Regions from separate parts of the Mus musculus genome. Here regions 1, 2, 3, 4, 5 and 6 are each linked to region 7. A link is a contact called in public HiChIP or PLAC-seq and promoter capture Hi-C data. All regions are on one chromosome and are shown on one strand. The core of a region is the stretch at or near the end of the contact, and the rest is flanking DNA. Distances in the headings are between cores, read along the strand shown. Region 1 holds the start of Rbak (RB-associated KRAB zinc finger). Region 2 holds the start of Fbxl18 (F-box and leucine-rich repeat protein 18). Region 3 holds the start of Cdk8 (cyclin-dependent kinase 8). Region 4 holds the start of Daglb (diacylglycerol lipase, beta). Region 5 holds the start of Zfp316 (zinc finger protein 316). Region 6 holds the start of Rnf216 (ring finger protein 216). Region 7 holds the start of Trrap (transformation/transcription domain-associated protein).

What was found. Promoter capture Hi-C pulls out the DNA fragments that hold promoters and counts their contacts. HiChIP or PLAC-seq counts read pairs in DNA pulled down with a chosen protein or histone mark.
Region 1: a contact with region 7 is called in an HNF4G HiChIP or PLAC-seq map of pancreatic cancer cells. The contact joins the promoter of Rbak here to the promoter of Trrap in region 7. A contact is called at or near these places in 3 of 39 promoter capture datasets (hippocampal neurons and liver) and 1 of 115 datasets of contacts at active chromatin or transcription factors (pancreatic cancer cells).
Region 2: a promoter capture Hi-C map of liver shows a contact between it and region 7, with 2.7 times the contacts expected there. The contact joins the promoter of Fbxl18 here to the promoter of Trrap in region 7. A contact is called at or near these places in 2 of 39 promoter capture datasets (hippocampal neurons and liver).
Region 3: a contact with region 7 is called in a promoter capture Hi-C map of pre-B cells. The contact joins the promoter of Cdk8 here to the promoter of Trrap in region 7.
Region 4: a contact with region 7 is called in a promoter capture Hi-C map of pre-B cells, with 6 times the contacts expected there. The contact joins the promoter of Daglb here to the promoter of Trrap in region 7. A contact is called at or near these places in 3 of 39 promoter capture datasets (hippocampal neurons, liver and pre-B cells) and 1 of 115 datasets of contacts at active chromatin or transcription factors (microglia).
Region 5: a promoter capture Hi-C map of liver shows a contact between it and region 7, with 3 times the contacts expected there. The contact joins the promoter of Zfp316 here to the promoter of Trrap in region 7. A contact is called at or near these places in 2 of 39 promoter capture datasets (liver and pre-B cells).
Region 6: a promoter capture Hi-C map of pre-B cells shows a contact between it and region 7, with 2.3 times the contacts expected there. The contact joins the promoter of Rnf216 here to the promoter of Trrap in region 7. A contact is called at or near these places in 3 of 39 promoter capture datasets (hippocampal neurons, liver and pre-B cells).

Annotation. Positions count from the first base shown.
Region 1 is chr5:143,179,139-143,182,181 of GRCm38.p6, reverse strand. Rbak (RB-associated KRAB zinc finger) reads left to right here and starts at 1,407. Exons shown (of 5, transcript NM_001045482.2): 1 at 1,407-1,633; 2 at 2,640-2,696. The coding sequence starts at 2,682. It overlaps Spdye4b (speedy/RINGO cell cycle regulator family, member E4B), which reads right to left and starts at 1,165. Exons shown (of 8, transcript NM_001384193.1): 1 at 544-1,165. The coding sequence starts at 561.
Region 2 is chr5:142,893,891-142,896,590 of GRCm38.p6, reverse strand. Fbxl18 (F-box and leucine-rich repeat protein 18) reads left to right here and starts at 1,353. Exons shown (of 5, transcript NM_001033312.3): 1 at 1,353-1,481. It overlaps Gm38733 (a long non-coding RNA gene), which reads right to left and starts at 1,287. Exons shown (of 2, transcript XR_003955825.1): 1 at 1,124-1,287.
Region 3 is chr5:146,229,938-146,232,646 of GRCm38.p6, reverse strand. It overlaps Cdk8 (cyclin-dependent kinase 8), which reads right to left and starts at 1,397. Exons shown (of 13, transcript NM_153599.4): 1 at 827-1,397. The coding sequence starts at 954.
Region 4 is chr5:143,463,127-143,465,924 of GRCm38.p6, reverse strand. Daglb (diacylglycerol lipase, beta) reads right to left here and starts at 1,432. Exons shown (of 15, transcript NM_144915.3): 1 at 1,149-1,432. The coding sequence starts at 1,243.
Region 5 is chr5:143,268,767-143,271,602 of GRCm38.p6, reverse strand. Zfp316 (zinc finger protein 316) reads left to right here and starts at 1,581. Exons shown (of 7, transcript NM_017467.3): 1 at 1,581-1,752.
Region 6 is chr5:143,111,583-143,114,342 of GRCm38.p6, reverse strand. It overlaps Rnf216 (ring finger protein 216), which reads left to right and starts at 1,323. Exons shown (of 17, transcript NM_080561.4): 1 at 1,323-1,444.
Region 7 is chr5:144,767,461-144,770,434 of GRCm38.p6, reverse strand. It overlaps Trrap (transformation/transcription domain-associated protein), which reads right to left and starts at 1,641. Exons shown (of 71, transcript NM_001081362.2): 1 at 1,588-1,641.

The sequences.
Region 1 (3,043 bases), core at 158-2,657, 1.6 Mb after region 7:
GCCAGGGTCACTGGTGGGTGAAAGGCTAGGACGTTAAGTGTCTAGTTTCTAAAGCCTGAGGCAATAGAGCCCTAGGTCAGGACTTGGAGCTGAAAGCCTGTAGGCCTGCTGGTCCAGCCAGTAGACCTAGGATGGCCCACACAGGTTGAGCTTCTCCTATCTGTGCAGAGCAGAAGGATCTCAGTCTGTTGACTGGCAACCCTTGTTCCGTATGTGTGTACAAACCGAAATCTTCTCTCAATACAAAAATTATATGAGCTTGAATGTCCTCACTGCAAGCAAGGAATTCCTTTTCTGAAAGGCCTGAGTCCCATCTGTGCAATGTAAACCTGGAGAAAAGAGTGTTCCTATCTCCCTGTCACCTGGGGAGTTTAGCCCAGGCCCCTCATTCAGAGACGTAACCCCTGCTTGCCACGGGGAAGGGAAGCTTTTGGTTTAAGAGATAGGAGCCAGCTCAGGTGGGCACCTCAGTGACCAGGTGAGGTGAGAACCTGGGAGAAGGTGCCCCATGGCAGTGCAGGCCTTCCGAGGAGGAGGGCTCACCCTTTCTCCTGAGACCATGTGTGCCCTGCAGCATCTGAGAGGGATTCGTGATGCTTCTGTCTCCTGCTGGTTGCTCAGCAGTTTATTACCTAGGGTTGGCGCTCCAAGGCGCTTGGTGCTTCTGGGATGAAAACGTTACTCTCTGCATCGGCGCAGAGAACTTTTTCTATTGACAGGCTTTGTTATTAATTTTGACGCCAACGTCTTTATGAAGAACTAGGCCAAGAACGTCGTTGCATTAATTCAATAAGAAATCGAGGAGCCGTTCATCATAATGTAACCATCGTTGAAAACTGTCATTGTCGCCCGGCCCTAAATATCACCTTTCAGAGATCACATTGCAGGTAGGTGTTTTCTTCTTTCTGTGTTCTCTTTCTGGTTCTGTTTTTTAGAGTTTCTGGGCATTAGACGTATGTTCTAGAAACCCACCATTAGTGTTTGTGCCTCCTTCTTTGTAAAGCACAGCTGGTTATTTCTTGTACCTAGTACTTCAAGGAAGTTTGGTTAATCGAGAATGACACTCAGTTTTCTTTCCTTCTAACACAATCTTCCTCTTATTTTAGGAGTCCTGAGCCAGGGACAAGACTTGGGACTTCACGCAGCAGGCCGTTTCTCCAGGCTCAAAGGGAGTGAGGACAAACAAGAAGGTAAGAGCATGGCTGGAGGCAGCCATTGCTCTCAGAGCACCTCCCCCAAACTGCTGGGAGGAGGTAAGTTCTTGCGCGAGGATCCCTAGATGCAGTGGCGCGCGAAGGCGTCTGGGACACAGAGTTTCTGTGCAATTCTTGGGGAGAAAGGAGAGCCTTGGAACTCGGACTTCCGGGAAGATGCTGCACATGCGCGTCGCGGCCTGTGCGCGTGCCCGCGCTTGCGCTGGGCCACTGCGCCGTGGTGACTTCCTGCAGGTCTGGTGTGTCGAGGCTACCTTCCCTCCCGCAGCCTTTGCGTTCGCTAAGCTGGAGTTGCCGAGCCTGCAGGGCCGAGGCCGGAGCTTCCGGGGCGGCAGCGAACAGACTCGGCTGTGCGGGCTAGGGAGGCCTAGCGAGAGCTCGGCGCGGAGGCTGACAGGGGCAGCGGAGACGCCTGCTCGGTGAGGCCCGAGGGCGCAGAGCGATCGGGGCTGCGGGAGGGATGCTGGGCACAGATGGTGCCCAGTCAGTTCACCCGGGCACCCCGCTGTCCCCAGCTTGCGGCGCCTGGGAGGGTCGAGGTGGTCGGGCTGACAGCGGGACAGCTGCATCGCTTTGGGCTGCACGGTCAGTCCCGAGGACAGAGTGCAGGCACTGAAGAACTCAAGGGCTCCAGATTCCCACGGTGTCACTCAGCGTCCATCAGCTCTCTTGCTCTGTCTGTGGTCCCCCCCCCCCCCGAGTCTGCCCTTGAGGCATCGTAATGGTCTAGTGCTCAAAATCTGCTTTTACTTCTTTCTGCTCGTGAAGGAAGACTGAGTCTGCGACAGGTGTGAGACTTAATCAAGGTTGTGTTGAAATGAGTGCCATTGTTTTCTAGTTTCTTCCCTTAGTCCCTTTTTAAGATATGCAGCAGTAACCAAGTTTAGTTGGATAGTTTGAAAACAAACCACGCTTTATCCCTGTTTGTCGGACGTCTATCCATCTGGACCATTTTTCCTTTTTGTGTTTTAGTTTTTTTGAGGCGTGGATTCCTTGTGGCACATATTGTTCTGGTAGTGGGTGATCCTCCCGTCTCCGCCTCCAGAGAGTTGGGATTGCATGTATGTCACCTCATGGAACATGGATCCCAGATATATATATATATAGTGCCCAGAATCCTCATTCACTGTGACATATTTTGCAACAGTTTGAATAGGAAATAAAATAAGTACCCTTGTTTCCCCCACCTTTACACCAAATGCCCGTGGATAAAAAGAAGGCAGCGTAGTGTTCATCATAGAACTGTACCCGCCCCCCCTCGCCTCCCACCCCCCATTCCACCTGTTGGAGTTAGGTTTGTGATTTCCTTCCTATCACCTCTGCAGTGTGTATAAGCTGCGATTTCACTTGGTGGTTCCCAGGCGAGAGACATGTCCCTGTGTAGACCAGTTAATCTCCGATTTCAGCGAGCTTTTCCTCCAGCAGGTCAGTCAGCAGTGTCTACAGTTCCCCCAAGAGGAGCAGAACATGAGCAGATCAAAGGTAAGTTTTTCCCGTTTGTAATTTTTTTTTTTCTGACTCCTTTGTAATGTATTTTGGAAGACTTACTCAAAGGTCTGTTCTTGAATGGTAGTGGAGTGGTCTCTAAAGGGATCTGACGCCCTCTTCTGGCATGCAGGTGTACATGCAGCAGAGCATCCATACATAGAATAATTAATAAGTAAGTAGGATGGTCGTGGAGAAAGGAGTGAATAAAGGTGATTGTAATATAAAATACACCCGAGTGGCAGGCTGTCATGACCTGTTGTGTAGGCAGTCTGATAACTTTAGGCTAATGGAGTTACTTGGCAGAGTTAGAAAAAGGAAAATCGTATCCATCCCATCACCTG
Region 2 (2,700 bases), core at 104-2,603, 1.9 Mb after region 7:
CTGCCTCCACTTTCTGAGTCCTAAGATTGTTTCCGTTTGGTTTGGTTTATATAGTGCCAGGGACGGAACCCCGGGTTATGTATCTGCTAGACAAATACTCAAATGAACTACATCCCCAGCTCCCATTAAACTATTATCTTAATTTTAAACCATCTGGACTTCCTTCCTGACTCTTTCTCTGTGTACACTCGAGCGAGAGCACATGTGCATGACCAGTGCAGACACAGACACCAGAGGGCAGCTTCTAGAAGGCAGTCTTCTCCTTCCAGCGTGTGGGTCCTTGGAATCAAACTCACTTCAGGTGGTCAGTCAGAGTCAAGCTCCTTTCCCTGACGAGTCATTTCACGAGCTCTAGGAAACCATTTTTAACTGGAAACGCCGTGGAAACATTTATTATTCATTTATTCAGCAAATATTTATTTGTTCAGTGTTGACATGCAAAGAACAGTACCAGGCAGACTCTCTGCTTAGTTATGGGGGTACAGGCAGGGTGCTTACTTAGCACGCATGAAAGGAAGCCTTAGGTTCAATCCTCAGTAGTGTTAAAAAACAAAACAGCCGGGCGTGGTGGCGCACGCCTTTAATCCCAGCACTCGGGAGGCAGAGGCAGGCGGATTTCTGAGTTCGAGGCCAGCCTGGTCTACAAAGTGAGCTCCAGGACAGCCAGGGCTATACAGAGAAACCCTGTCTCGATAAACCCAAAACAAACAAACAAACAAACAAAAAAACAAAACAAAACCAAAAACCAACAACAACAACAACAAAACAAGATGGGGCTGGAGAGATGGCTCAGCGGTTAAGAGCACTGACTGCTCTTCCAGAGGTCCTGAGTTCAATTCCCAGAAACTTTGTCTGAAGACAGCTCCAGTGCACTCACATACATTAAATAAACAGTGGCCTAGGCATAGATGGGAGGCAGAGGTAGGCGGATTTTGTGACTTCAAGGCCAGCTTGGTCTTTATAGCTAATTCCAGGACAGCCAGGACTACAGAGTGAGACTCAAAACAAGCAAAAAGGCTTAGCAAGTCAGGCGGTGCAAAGAGCTATTGAGAGTTGTAACGCAAGATGAGGGGCAAATTCAGGAGCGTGTGCACATGAAGGTTGCTATGGTTATCTAGGATACCTGAGCGCTGTGACAGATGACTTGGAGCGCAGTGTGTAGCGCGAATGGCAAATGCAAAGGCCTGGAGCAGAACGCATGTTGTTGGAGCGACAGCAAGAAACTGCGGAGGTAGCTTAAGAGACTGGTCACTCGTGACCTTCTGGACGCCTCTGAATCCTGAGAGTACTTTATGCCACACCCAACATGGCGACCGCACCGGGTCCATCCGGGCGCAAGCGGAAGTACGTCTAGGCGTGCGCCGCAGCCACGCCCCTTACCGGGGTCTCTGTGGAGCTGTGGCCGCGCCGGCTTCGAGCATCCCTACGCTGGCAGGCTGGGGGACTGTGAGGCTGCAGCTCCGGCGGCTAGCTCCGGAGAGGTACGACCTGCACCTCCAGCCCCGGCGGCTGGAGTCCCCTCTGGGCTTCCCTCCCGACCCTGGCTTTATTCCAAGGCCCATCCTTGCCGTCTCCTACCCTCCTACCAGGCCCTCTCCTCTCCTGACCCCATCTGTTCCCAGGCGCACAATCTCGATGGCCAGAATGGACCCTTTCACGTGGCCTGCTGAGTTTCCAGGCCTTTCCCCCGTCTCCTTGTGTGTTGGCTCTGCCCTCGCAGCTATGGGACGTTGTCCCTTCTGCTTGTGTTTTCTTGTTTGTTTTACACTGTAGCCCAGTCTAGCCTGGAGTTCAGTGTGCAGCCCAGGCTGGTTTTGAACGTACAGCAATCTTTCTATTGTAGCCTTTGTAAATCTGGGGTTACAGGTGTGCATCATCACGCGGTGGTTAATGTGCAGCTAAGGGTGGAACTCAGGGCTTCGACCCCATTCCCAGCCCTGGCTTCTTCTTTTTTTCTATCAGCTTAAGTGCAGCCCACTTCTTTCTGGAGTCTACTTGTGATGCGCGGGAGTGTGATAGGGCGTCGGACTGACCCCAGAGCTTTATGATCTAGGTCAGCTGGAGAATCCCACTGCGTCTTGTTACGGGTGTGCAGTATTTTTTTCTGCAGACGACAGTATGGGGCCGTGGCGGGGGTTAGGGGAGCACCTGGTAGCTTCCCTGTTGCCTTCCTCCCTATCTTGAGTTATATTTGTTCTTTCCTAGGTACTCGCATCTGGGGGTACACCTATTTATCATATTAGCGTGTGTGTATGCGTGAGTACTGGCATGTGCATGTCATGGGTGCGTGTCGTGGCGTACATGTGGAAGTCAGAGGACCACTTTGAAGAGTTGGTTGTTGCCTTTTATCTGGTTTATATTAGTGTGTGTGTGTGTGTGTATGTGTGTATGTATAACTGTGTGTGGGTATGTGTACATGAGTACAGGTGTCTGAGGAGACCAGAGGATCATGTGCACCCGGTGTTGGAGTTACACAGGTGGTTATTCGCCTCCCCAGTGTGGGTACTGGGAATCGAACTCAGGTCCTCCGAAAGAGTAGTACTAAATTATCGCTTCTGCCTTTCCCCCCAGTTGAGACAGGATCTCTCTTGATGGTGTATACTCCAGAGTAGCTGGCTTGTGAGCTTTTGACAGATGCCCCTATCTCCTCCTCTCACTTTGCGCTAGCAGTGTTGGGATGGCAGATGTGGGTCACTGCAT
Region 3 (2,709 bases), core at 148-2,647, 1.5 Mb before region 7:
GCCTTTCCCTTCTGGCGATGTCATAGCGCAATCATCTACTGATGAAAGAGAATGGAGCCCGTTCACTTCACTCAATCCATGAAGCAAAACTGAGTGTCACCAGCCATAGGTTTGATTTTTCTTTCTAGAAGAGGCTATTTAAAGCAAAAGGATTAAAGTTCACTGGCAGCTGATAGATTCTGCTTTAAGAGCTTGCACAACATAGCCCCTATCTGTCACTTGCTTTTTTTCCCCACACACCATCCACTCTGCACCAAATCCCCATTGTTCTATATAAAAACTCACAGCTAATGATACCTGAATAGCAACTGCTACATTTACATTACAGATGATCCTTCATGGAACTCTACAGACCCACATTTACTCGATGTCTTCTTTCTCCCATCAAATCCAAATTTGGCCACCAACTGATCACAACTGATAAGGGGAAAAGATCAGAGCTTCTCTTCCAGACTGATGGATATCACTCCAGAGCCAGATGAGTTAGTCCCCAAAAGGTTACCGGATAAATCAACCAAAGAAGAACAGATTTATTTAAACGGGCATCTTATAACCATCTTCTTTAAAAAAAAAGAAAACTATTCTGTACAGAAATTCACACAAAAAAAGAAAAAGCAAAAAAGGTACACACTGCCCACGAGACAGAAGGTCCGTCTCCCTCTTGCACGAAGGGTTTCTTGTGAGTCTGGATTCCTGGGACACCACTTCCTCCCCAAAGCAGGCTGGCCAGGACAGAGGCAGTCTTGGAGGAAGTGGGGACCCCGACATCCGAGCCGGGCACCTGCCTCCCAGCCTCGAGGACACCCGCAGCGACACCCACACTCACCCATCTTTCCTCTTCGCCTTGTAGACGTGCCCGTAAGTGCCTCGACCAACTTTGCAGCCCTCGTATTCAAACAGGTCCTCGACCCGCTCCCGCTCGCTGCTCAGCTTCACTTTAAAGTCATAGTCCATTGTCACAGCCTCCAAGGCCGGGGTGCTGGGGCGGGGGGCCGAGGGCCGCGGTGGGGACCGGGCCGCGCAGCAGCCGCAGCCCCCGAGCTACACCCGCCGGCCGCAGCACCAGCCCGCCTCACGAGGCGACGGCAGGAGGCCCCGCGCGGGCGCCGGGGACATCCAGGGGAGCGCCGGGCGGTCCCCGCGGGCGCGCGACAGCCGAGGGACGCGCTGGGGGCGGGGAGCAGCGTCCGCCCTTGTCCCCGCGCTCCCGGGGCGCCGGCTCGCGCGCGGTTGGCCGCGCGTGCTGCTGCGGGTGCGACGCGGGGCGGCCACGGCTGACTCTGCTCCTCGCCCACGCGCGTCCGCGCCTCACCTTCTCCCACACGCGCTCACGAACACTCAGGCTGCCATCCGCCCGGACAGACCAGCGACGCCACACAACAGCCGGTAGCTCCTCCGAGAGAGGAGGAGGAGAAGGAGGAGGAGGAGGAGGGCGAGGAGGAGGAGGAGGGAGAGAGAGGACGAGCGCGGAACACGGCAGCCGCTGTCGTAAAAACGTCGCGAAGCCTCGCGCTGCCTCCGCCCCACCTGTGAGCGACTCCGGAGCTGGCAGCCGTCTCTTCTGACGCCGGCAGGCGAAAGGGCCTCGCTCAGCCGCGGAGCGGAGCTGCTGACAGACTTACCACGTGGACTAACCCAGTCGCCAGTGCGGCCAGAAACTCCAAGGCTCAAGTGCACGGGTGGCTGCAGAAGCAGTCTTTACCACGACGCCGCGAATTCAGAACGTTGCATGATGGGATTGGTAGTCCGTCACGCAACGAGTTTCTGCTGCATGGAGATTATTTTTCCCAAAGCCGCATCTCTACAATCCAATTTACTTAGCCCATATAAACTTAGCAAAAGACACCTGTTAGGTCGTGGGGGATGGGGGGTGGGGGGCGGTTATTTTGTATTGAAGTCACTTCTGAACTCCAGGATTTAGAAAAGGGCAATTACTGCTCCCCACCCCCACCCCAAAGACTCCAGGTTTTTCCTTTCGTAGCCTCAACCTGTTTCTAAATACTACAATAAACTACGTGGTTGTATTTAAGATTTCTCTTCTTTCTTTGACATCTTTATACCACGGGGGGGGGGGGGGCGGTGGGGGGGGGAACTTAGTGAAGGGGACTGGGGAGATGGGTTAGAGTGCTAGAACGCTTGCCACGTGTTGTAATTTGATTTCTGTTGCTGTGATAAAACACCATGTCCACATATAACTTGGCGAGGGAAAGATTTATATCAACTTACAGGTAACAGTCTGCCACCAAAAAAGCCAAGACACCTGTTTAAAGAGGAAAAAAAAAAAGCTTTTAATCCACACATGTTTAAGTGTGCCTGTAATACTAAAGCAAGGGAGACAAAAAATAAATAAATAAATAAATAAATAAAATAAATAATAAAAAAGGCAGGATCTCTGCAGCAGGATGACCGGCTAGCCTTACTGAAATGGTATGCTCTCAAGGTTCCATGATAGACATCAACCTCTAGACTCCAGACGTATGCACTCATGCTTATACTTGCACACATCTGTGCATACACAAGAATGCTTATAGCCGGGCGTGGTGGCGCGCACCTTTAATCCCAGCACTTGGGAGGCAGAGGCAGGCAGGATTCTGAGTTTGAGGCGAGCCTGGTCTACAGAGTGAGTTCCACGACAGCCAGGGCTACACAGAGAAACCCTGTCACGGAAAACACAAACAAACAAACAAAATACGCTTATACACACAGGCA
Region 4 (2,798 bases), core at 183-2,682, 1.3 Mb after region 7:
CCATGTGGGTCCCGGAGATAACAATTTAGGTCATCAGGCTTGGCGGCAAGCACCTTTACCCATCTGAGCTCCCCTGCTGCCCAAGATGGTCCAATTAAAGATTGACATTCCAAAGCCCTAAGAGGTGTCATCTGAGGTGGGGAGGATTTAACTCAAAGCCTAGCATACGTGAAGCCCGGGCTCAAGCACTAGAGGGGAAAAAATAAAGGTAAGATTGGTCTAGATAACTTTTCTGTCCCCGTACCACCCCTCCCCCCGCACCTCTTTTTTTTTTTTTTTTTTGAGGGAGGGTCTTGTGCAACTCCCCTATGACTCACTGTATATCCAAGGATGACTGTGAACCGCAGATGCTCTCCGCAGATGCTCTTACACCACCCCCTAGTCCTGGGATTTACAGGTGAGAGCCGCCACTATCAGTTCTGTGTGGTGCTGGGGATCCCGTGCACACAAGGGCCTCCTTCATGTTAGGTGAGTACTCTACCAAAAGGAACTGTTACACCTTCAGCCCCTAGATAACTTTTTCTGTCCAAACACCAGAGCTCCGTGTCAGGAGTTTCAGACTAAAAACGATCTGAGAAAAACCCGGCCTGTCTAGAAAGGGCTTTGCTGCTCCTATTCCTTTACCTCTTGAGAATGCTTTTTTTCTAAGAACGTTATTCCTCGTCGGCAGGCGTGCCAGGGGCTGACTTCACCCACCGGTGCCGTTTCCCACTGAGCCTAGCTGCATTTTGCAAAACCGGCCTATTATCCTGGTTTCTATGAATTGCTCCGAAATTGCTATTTCCCAGATTATTGTTTTGCATTGACAGGGACTTTGATACCCTCCCAGCAAGAAAAAGGACAGGTGTGATCCAAAGTTCCGGAGCCGCGGGCTTCAGGAAGGAGAGACCTGGGGGCTATGGTTTTTAGATGCTCACATTTCCCTCACGCTCTCGAGGCTAGGGCTCGGCGCTGCACCCTAGGGCTCGGCTCCTACCCTGCAGAGCTGAAGGTCCCGGACCCTGTCAAATACACAGAGCGACTGCCTCTATATCCTAGGTGCAGACAGATTGTGCTCCGGGGGCGCGGTTGCCCCTTAAGCACCAAGAAGGCACGACTTTTGTCGCCTTAACCAGCGCGCCTCCCACCCTCACGGCGGCCTCACTTACCACAGCACACGCAGGAACAGCTCAAAAGACCCGGGGAACACCAAGTCGTCGCTGGCTAGAGACCAGCGCCGGCCGAACAGCACCATCCCCGGCATGGCGCACCTCCCACCGCGCCGCCTAAGCCGCGCGCACCCTTCTGACTCCGCGCGTGTCTGGAGGGGGTCCCCAGCAGCGCCAAGGCGCAAGCCTACGTAAAGACCCGCGCATGCGCCTCCGGCCCGAGTCCGGAGCGCGCCCACAAGAGACGCGCACTTTGCTGTCTTTGCCTCCTTCCCAGGTCCCCTGACCCGGAAGTCAGCTGCTGGCTGTTAAGTGCCGGTCGGTGGCGTATGAAGTCCATTCCGGTGTGGTCATTTCTGTTTAATAGACTGAGGATTTAAAAAGATCTGGAGAGAATGCTCTCCCTAGAGAGCCGCGCCTATGAATAGTGAAGCTAGGACGTAGGTCTGGGTCTCTGAATCTTTCTAGCTTGGGATGACTTTACTGTACGCCTTTTAGCACCTCCATTCCTCTTCTCTCTCTCTCCACACACACCGTGCTTTATCCATCTTCATCCCTTCCCCTGCCTGGTCTCACTAATGCTAGTTCCCATTCTTCCCCACGGTCCCCCTGGTGACCGAGGAGAACCATCAGACCTGGTCTAAATTATGTCTAAGACTTGCAAGTCTGTGCTTCGGCGTAAAGTGCATGTTAATCCTTTCCAGAGACTTTTCTAGCGGAGTCTTACATCAAAAGCCTCTAATTAGTGTCTGTGTTCCCTCATCATCTACCTGCTGTACTCCCACACACATTTTAGCTCCCCAGATTTTTAGTGTCGGTGGTGTGCATGTGTGTGTGCGCGTGTTTTTGCATGTGTGGTGGGGCGCACGTATGTAGGTGCCTGTATACATGTGCTCATGCATGTGGGGGTCTGAGGATGTTATCAAGAACTGTACCCAGCTCTTCCACCTTGCTGAGGCAGGTTCTCTCAATCAAACACAAAGCTCGGTGAGCCGGCTGGTCCTGCGAGCCAGCTTGCTGCGGAGATCTTCTGATTTCCCCCGTACCAGGCTGTAATAACAGGTGTGCTACCACACCCATCCTGCACTTTCCTGAGTTTCTGGGAATCTGAACTTTAGTCCTCACACTAGTATAGCAAGTGCTTTAACTCCTGAGCCGTCTCCTTAGCCCTTTTCCTAACTCTGGTTTCTTTATGGTGCTTAATCACTCCCTGGCCCAAGTCTGCCTGCTGCCAGACAAGCTGATCAACAGAGATGGTGTCAGGCAAGGGGTTTAGTTTTAAGATCTGGACTTATAATTAGCTGAGAAGATGCGGGATTTGTGAAAATGTCCATCCTGAGGATGGGGATGTAACTAAGTTGGCAGAGTACTGTGCCTGGCATGCACAAAGCCTTGGTTTCCAATCCTAGCTACTGTGTAAACCAGAAGTGGTGGGACAGGTGTTGGGAGGTGGAGACAAAAGGGTTAGAAATTGAGGGTTGTTGAGATTTGGTGTTGTCATGCTAAATTCTACACCCACAGGTCTAGGTCTTCTACTTACAAATTTTTGTTGTGCAAACCTTGTTCCTTGATTTAAAACTACTGATTAAATAAAATTGGCTACAGTCAATTGCTGGAGGAATTAGAGGTAACCTAGGTTTGGAGTGACCT
Region 5 (2,836 bases), core at 332-2,831, 1.5 Mb after region 7:
CACTGTGTCTGGCTGCATGATACTTGAGACATATGGACTCCATTTGAAAATCTGTTTCTCCATTTTCCCAGCTGCTCACTTGACAACAGGGCCCAAGAACATGGGAAGGGAGCACAGCATGGAACACGGCAGGAACACGTGCATGCATGGAACATGGCAGGAACACGTGCATGCATGGAACATGGCAGGAACACGTGCATTCATGGAACATGGCAGGAACACATGCATGCATGGAACATGGCAGGAACACATGCATGCATGGAACAGGGCAGGAACACGTGCATGCGTGGAACATGGCAGGAATGCATGTATGCATGGAACATGGCAGGAACACGCACATGCATGGAACATGGCAGGTACACACATTCATCACCTCCTTCGGGTTTCCCAGAGGGAAAGGTTGGCTCCCCTTCCCTTCCCTGGGTTTCTAGCCTGCCAGGGATCCTGCAGAGAGGCAGGTGATTTGGTAGGTAACCCATCTGTGTGAAAACCCAGGGTGCGTAAGAATGTCATCACGGAGATAGCTCATGTGCACACATGTGAACACACATCCTAGTAAAACCGAGAGACAAGCAGCTTCCTTCTATGTGTGCCTAAATGTGTGTAGGCAGGAAAGAAGAGTGTTTCTGGTCCCTAGAGAACCCACAGTTAGGGGTTAGGGCTCGCCTAAGATGAGAAAGGCTATGACTCCTAAAGCATCCAGTCTACATGGTCTACCAAGAAAAGCACAAGAGTGTCACAAAGACTTTTCAATATAAGGGAGGGGAGGCCAAGGAAGAGGGGAGAGAGGGCAGAGGCTAGAACTCTGGTCTCCCCAGGGTCATGTCCAGGGTTGGTCTCTATAGGTACCTAGGGCATTTACTCCAGGCATAGGTGGCCAGCAGGCTTGGGGTCCAGGGACTTCATAATATGGATGGCTCTTTGGAGCTACAGAGCACTGCCCTGAGTAGTCGTGAATATATCAATGGACTGTCAAGGTTCGACCTGTCTAAAGCCATGCAAGGCTATTTCCCAATATTCTTGCCAGGCCTGGGGATGACAGATTAGGGAGTTGAAGAACATAAATCCAGTCTGGCCTCAATCTCCAGTCTTTCATGCATTTGACTGTTATAGTCCACAGTACCCCCCTCACGCCTTGAATAGGCTGCCCCTCTGTCTGCCACACCCTGCACACACAAGTAAAGCCAGAATGGATCAATCTCCCAGCCACACCCTTGCCCATGTCAGGGTCAGACAAGCGCTGCCTGAATACCCATTGGGGGTCACTACCCTTCTCCACCATCAGGAGATCCAGGGAGGGTCCGGTGGACAGGAGGACGGGCTCCCGACACGTCCTGGCACGGGCAAAGGTAGACTTAGGCTGTCGTCTGGCGAGAAGAGATGCTCGCTGGGGCTGGACGTCGTGGGCAGGGGTCCCTTGAAACATAGAGGAGCAGGTAATAAGCAGGGGGTGCTCATTGTGGGTAGCTATAACCATCCTCCATGCATATGGGGGTGCGACGCAGCAGCACCCTGTCTACATCCAGAGCTCCGGGACGCCCCATGACCGGAAGTGCCCCCCTCGTGGGCGCGGACAAGGCGGGGCCGGCGGGCGGCACTTCCGGTGCCCACGCGCCGCCGCCTCCTCCGCCGTCGCGCAGCTCGCGGCCGTCACTTTGTGTAGTGCGGGGGGGAGTCCCCGGTGGTCACAGCCCCCCACCCCCCACGAGTCCGTGTCTCGCTCCGGCTTGGCCGGGCCCGGGCGCGCGCGCGGTGAGTGGGGCGCGCGGATGCGGCAGGTGCGCGCGGGCGGGACGCGCGCGCTGGGGGCGGTGGCGGCGGCAAGGCTGGCCGTCATGGATGCTCGAGAGCTGGAGGCCTCCGGTGTCCGTGGGGAGATCGCGGGACTGCAGGGCCCGTCCTTGGTGGGGTCGGAGTTGCAGCTGCACGAGCTAGATCTTCCAGGCCCCTAGATCCCCCCAATACCGACCTGGGCCTGCGCGGCACGTCAGGGATGGCTTAACACCCTAGAGGGGTACAGACTCCAGCGTGGGAGGGGGCGGGCCGGGGACGTCGTGCACTGCACCTTTGCAGGGTGCTAGCGCCGCCTTCTCCAGCTTAGGGGCGGGAGCTGGGCCGGAGCCGCCCCCGCCCCCTAGAGAGACACCTTCCAAGGAGGGCTGTCATTACTCCCGCCCTAGCGCGAAGTGGAAGCTAGGTACCCTCCCCCCATCCCCCAGAGAGAGGAAGAAAAGGGAAAGACCTTGTCCTGGAGCCCTACAGCCAGCTTTGTGACATTGAGGGGCCGTGGCCTAGCCTGCTTCATCTGTAAATGGAGGCTGGCTGGACTGCTCTCTCTCTCTGCTAAATCTGTTGCCCCCGAGATGGGTGGTGGAACGCGTTGGCAGAATCTAGGGTGCATTATGTGGACACAAGAAGGGAGGGAGGAGGTGCAGGTATCAGCGAGGATCAGCCCACCTGCTCAGCCTGGGTGGGTGGCATTGGCATTTTGTTTTGGTTCTGTCGCTACTGGCTGGGCCAGGGGGCTAGCTGGCCTGGTTGAGGAGCCTGCTCTGGGGGGTCGTGGATGACCTCCAGGGAGCAACCCTGGAGAATAGGGGCTCCGGAAACTGGGCAGATGGTGAGGAGTGTAGTGAACAGGGAAAGACATTCTGGACAAAAAAGGGTCTTAAGTCAGTGGGGCTAGTGAACGGGAATGAAGGTAACTAGCCACAAGTGCGCATGCGCGAGCGTGACCCCACGCAAACATCCTTTACGTGGATCCCCTGGATTTGGGACTTTTCTGGAGTTCCTAACTTTTAACCTTTACGATTGTGTCTCTGCACACTCCTTTCTA
Region 6 (2,760 bases), core at 74-2,573, 1.7 Mb after region 7:
CACACACACATACACACAAGCACACATAACATACACAAGCACGTCATACACTCATTTGTATACAACATACACACACATAAGCACAGACACACAGAGCACACACATAACATATACACATACACACAAGCACACACACAGAGCACAAACACACCATATACACACATACACACACAAGCATATCTACACACGCACATCCACACAAGCACACATAACATACATAAGCACAGACACACAGAGCACACATACACACATGAGCACAGATACACATATATACAAGCACACATAATATACACACACACAAGCACACCACACACTCATATTCATATATATATATATATATATATATATATATATATATATATATATATATAACATAAACACAAGCACAGGCACACATTACATATACACACCATATACACATACGCATATAAGCACACATACACACACTCATACACACAAGCATACACAACATATACACACACACACAAGCACACACACTTATACATACACAACCTATAGAAGCCCAGACAGAGCACACAGATACATCATACACATACATATACACACATACAACCACACACACAACTTGAGGTTTTTTTATTTATTTAAAAAAAAATTTTTTTTGAGACAGGATTTCTCTGTGTAGCCCTGGCTATACTGAACTCACTCTGTAGATCAGGCTGGCCTCGAACTCAGGGCTTCCTCTGCCTCCCAAGTGCTGGGATCAAAGGTGTGGACCATCACTGCCTGGCTGAAAAAAATTCAATTTCTATTTTTTATTTTGATTTTATGCATATGCATGTTTTGCCTGCATGTATATCGGTGTACAACTTGCATGCTTGGTGCCCACAGAGGCTGGAAGAGATCGTCAGGGATCTTCTAGAACTGAAATTACAGACCACTGTGAGCTGCAATGAGGGTTCCATGAATCAAATTTGGGTCGGTGCTCTTGAGCGCTGGCCAGCACTCCAACCTTGATTGAACAGAGCTGGAACTTTTACTCTTCACCAAATACCTTGGGAGGAGAGTTGGGTCATTTTACCTTTCTCACCTGGTACAGAGCATCACCTCAAGAGGGGATAGATACGTGATTAATCGGTTGATTTCATAGCTAAATCGGGGCGGCTACAGTGACCCTGTGGTTCAGCTGTTCTTTTGTCTTCCCACAGCAAGGAGGAGTCAAGGTTCTGCAGTCGTGGAGCCTGGATGGAGGCCGGCTAGGCACCCATCTCTATGGTCTCGCTCTCCAGGTCCCTCCTCCCCGACTGTCCGCGTCCCTCTATGGTTCTTCCTGTTATTAGTCGGGAGGGGGCGCTGCGCGCAGGCGCGAGGTGGACGCGGTGGCGAGGCCGGAAGGAACGCAGTAGCGGCCTCGGTGGCGGCGGCGGCGGTCGCAGCGGCGGCGGTCGCAGCGGGGGAGCTTTTCCAGCGGCTGCTTCTTCAGGTGAACTTGAGACTGAACTCCCGGGCGTCGAGCCGCGCTCGCGGAGCTGGGCTGGCTGTGTTGGGGCGAGTCCGTGATGGGCGCTCGCGCGCGCGGTCTCCCGGGGCTGCGGGTCGAGCGAGGAGAGTGGCCTCCCGCCGGGGCGCCACCGGGGTGGGGGCGGGGCCCGAGGGGGACGCGCTCGCGAGCCCCGGGGGCCCGGGGACCCGCGCGGGGGGTGACGGGAGGGGAGCGACGCCGACGACCGCTGGCCTGCCGGCTCCCCTCCCGTCACTTGAGGAAGTTTCTCGGGCCGGCCTGCTGCGCGGGGGGCGCCGAGCTGCTGAGAGACGGTTCTCTGGCGGCTCGCTCTGGTGGCCGCGCTCCCCACCGCGGCCTGGAGAAGCGGAAGAGGCGACCGACTGGCGACTTCGAACTCCAGCCCGGGCCAGTTTGGGGCCCCTTGGAGTCCAAGTTGACGCCTGTCATCCCAGTCTGAGCTCCCGAGTGAAGGGGACTTGAAACTCCTGCAGTCGGGAGTCCCGGTGCGTGGTAGCGGAGAGCGCTCCCGTGCGCGTGGCACCCTGGGGTGAGCGGCAAGACCCACGCTCGAGGGGACGAGGCGGCCCCTCGTGGGGCTCCTCGGTGATCCCGAACTCCTTGCATCTCCAAAGGGTGCAATGACTTGGTATCCTCTTCTCCATTGTGCTAAGTGTCTTGGACGCCATCTCCGCTGGGGTTTGTCTTGGATTCGTTTCTTTTCTTTTCTTCATTTTTTTTTTTTTTTTAATTTTTCTGCATAGCCGAGGCTAGCCTGAAACCTGAAAAGTAGAGGCTGGGCCCAAGGGACTCAGGAATTTGCATGCCTCTGCCCTGGTGTAGGCCACCCCACCACATCTTGCCATTATGTTGTTATTGTTATTGTTATTGTTATTGTTATTGTTATTGTTGAGTCTAACTGTAGCCCTTGCGGGCATGTAGCTCAGAGGTCTGCTTGCCTCTGCTTCCTGATTAAAGGCATGTGTCATTTTTCTCCTACTCAACAGCCGCTCTACCTTTGAGCTCCACTCTCAACTCCTTGCTGGATTTTTTTGTTGTTGTTGTTTTGTTTTTTGTTTTTCGCGACAGGGTTTTTCTGTGCAGTTCTGCCTGTCCTGAAACTCACTTTGTAGACCTCAGAACTCAGAAATCCGCCTGCCTCTGCCTCCCAAGTGCTGGGATTAAAGGCATGCGCCGCCGCCGCCGCCGCCACCACCACCACCGCCCAGCTTCCTTGCTGGATTTTTGTTTGTTTGGTTTGGTTTGGGTGAGACTAATGGATTTATTGTGTTTTCCTT
Region 7 (2,974 bases), core at 392-2,891:
GCAATGTCTACCCAGTTCCCCAGCACTCAGGAAGGAGTCACTAACACATAAATGAATGACAACAGCGGTGTTCAAAAAACAAAAAAACAAAACAAAAAGGAGGGCTTAAGGACACCTTTTGCATAATCTGAATTCATCATGAAATACTACTCTTCTTCAATACTCCCCCCATCCCACCCCAACCAGTTTAAGAAAATATAAAACCAGCTAAGCATGGGGGCAAATGGTTTTAATCCCAGCACGCAGGGGACAAGAGGCCAGCCTGTTGTACATAGTGAATTTTAGGCTAGTCAGGGTTACCTGAGACCTTGGGAAAATATACACACTACATCATGGTAGAGCCTTGTCCTGGGTTTTATCCCCCAGTATTGTATAAATAATAAACTATTCTCCTAAGCATTACCTCAAAGACTGTGGATCTTATCTACAGTCGAGGCACAAAACACAAAGCATGCTTTTTATCATTACATTTTCTTAACTGGGGTGGAAGAAGGTGTGTGCCACACAGCACATGAGGAAGTCAGGGGACCACTTGTGGGACGTCTGTTCCTTCCATCCACCGTGTGGGTCTCAGGGATTGAACTCGGGTCATCGGGCTTGGCAGCAAGCAACCTTTACCCACTGAACCAACTCACCGGCCCCAAAGCATACTTTAAAAGCACCACAGTGACTTGGAAAACAGGAACGTTGACTCCTGGCTCATAAGGTAAAGCGCTTGGAGCCAAACCTGGAGACCTATCTTGATATGTGACCACAGGGTGGAGGGGGAGAACTGAGTCCCACAGGCTGACCTCTTAGCTCCACATGCATGCCGAACACACATACACAAACAAGCAAATGCTTAAAAAATAAAAAGCTGAGTGTGCCAGTGCACGCCTTTAACCCCAGGACTCTGTGGATCTCTGTGAGTTCTAGACCAGCCAGGCCTACATAATACCAGAGACCCTGTTCCTAGGGAGAGAAGAGAAAAGCTAAGGATACTATCAGCCTTGCTACCGTGACTTGGCAAACTCTTGCTTTTCCTATCAGAGTTCCTCCTTCAAACACTGGAGGTCCCTCATACTCACCGACTATTAACTAGACTCAGGGTCAAGGCATTCTTAAGAACAAAACAGAAGCCCTAATCCTGGCCAAACTTTTTATCTAGCTTTTCTGCTGTGGAGGCGGTGTTGTGTAGCTCGGGTAGGAGGAGCAGGCTGATGTAGATGTACGGTTGGCCTTGATTGTTGAGCTTCCAGCCCCGACCCCTGACAGGCCTGTGTACCATCACCCCAGGGCTAGGAGGTTCTGGGGAATCGAACCCAGGGTTTGGTGTGCTAGGGGGACACTCTACCCTCTGAGCTATAGCCCAATCATCTGCGCAAACTTTTGCGACACTTAATCTCCTTTTTATAAGCCACTCAGTAAAAGTGCCACTTCCGAGCTCCCACCCGATCCTCCCAGGGACCAGGCCTAGCTTCTCCCTGGGCCAAGAACCTGAAAGCAGGGGGCTACCCTATCCGCCTGTGGATTCTGGAAGGAGGTTCTGAGCTTTTCGAGAGGATATGGATTCAGGCCTGGATGCCCTCGAGCCCACGGAGTCCCCACCCAGGTAAGGAAAAGGCAAACGGCCCCACAGCCCGCCGTCCTCCATCGGGTCCGCCCCGCCCACGACGCCCGGCTGGCTGGACAACGCGCCTCCGGGCCGCCAGGGGGCGCCGTAGCCGCCGCTACCTTCACTCTCAGCGTCTGGCCCAGAGAGCCAGGAGCCTGCGTGGAGGCCCGCAGATGCCAGGATGGCTTTGGTGGGGTGCCGCAGCCCCCTCGACTCCTCACTCAATCCCTTCGCGTCGCAAACGGCCTTCGGGTTCCCTCCTTTTGTCGCCGATCCTTCCCGGGACTCTCAGCGACTGCCCCCCAGCAGGCCGCTGAGCTACGGCAAGCGCCGAGGGCCAACCTCCGCGGCCGCTAGCGCTGCGCGTCCCTCCATCCGCTCCAGCGCAGCCCGGCGCCGCGGAGGACTAAATGCTGCAGTGTGGCTGATCTAGTTTAGGAGGGCTCCTGGGGGGCCGGAAGGACCTCGGTCAAGCAGGGACAGCCTTCTCCACTTCTCCGTGGAGCCGTCGTGCTGCACCGACTCTCTCCCACGCCTGAGACACGCACGCGCGTGCATCTCCCGGGACCGTTCACCCGCCCTCCCTTGCGCTTACCGGGACCTGCCGACTAGCCCCCAGCATCCGGGCCCGAGTCCCCAAGAACTCTCGCCGCCGACGCCGCTGCTGCTCCTCGCTCAGTCCCGCCCCGGCTTAAAGCCGCGGCGTCCGCCCACCAGAACTAAGCTCGGGCGCACCGCCCCCAAGTGGGTGCGGCCTGGGCGGGCAGCGGGGCAGGGAGGGGCGGTCTGCCGCCTTGGGTGGGCGTGCTGTCCTTTTAAATCATCGCCTGGGTGACCTATCTGCTGAGCACCTAGGCCGGTGGGGCTCTGGGCTGCTGCAGCTTCAAGATTCGTCATCGCCTCCACACCCAACCCCGTGTCCCTTTTCCTCGCAGGAACCAGACTGAAGGGTGATTGACACCCGAAATACCTCTCCAGTTGGTTCACTGTGTGTGTGTGTGTGTGTGTGTGTGTGTGTGTGTGTGTGTGTGTGTGTGTGTATGTGTGGCCTTCAGGGCTGGACTTCCTTCCCTGAGATTTTATTTTTCCTCTTCCAGCAATGCTGGGTGTTGAACTTAGGGCTTCACATCCACTAGGCCAGCTGTGTGTGTGTGTGTGTGTGTGTGTGTGTGTGTGTGTATGTGTGGCCTTCAGGGCTGGACTTCCTTCCCTGAGATTTTATTTTTCCTCTTCCAGCAATGCTGGGTGTTGAACTTAGGGCTTCACATCCACTAGGCCAGCGCTCTATTGCTGATCAGCCGCCTGAGAGTGAAGTAGTTCCTGCAAGACTTTAATCACAGCACTGGGGGGGGGGGGGGGGGGGGGGGCCGGGGGGGGGGA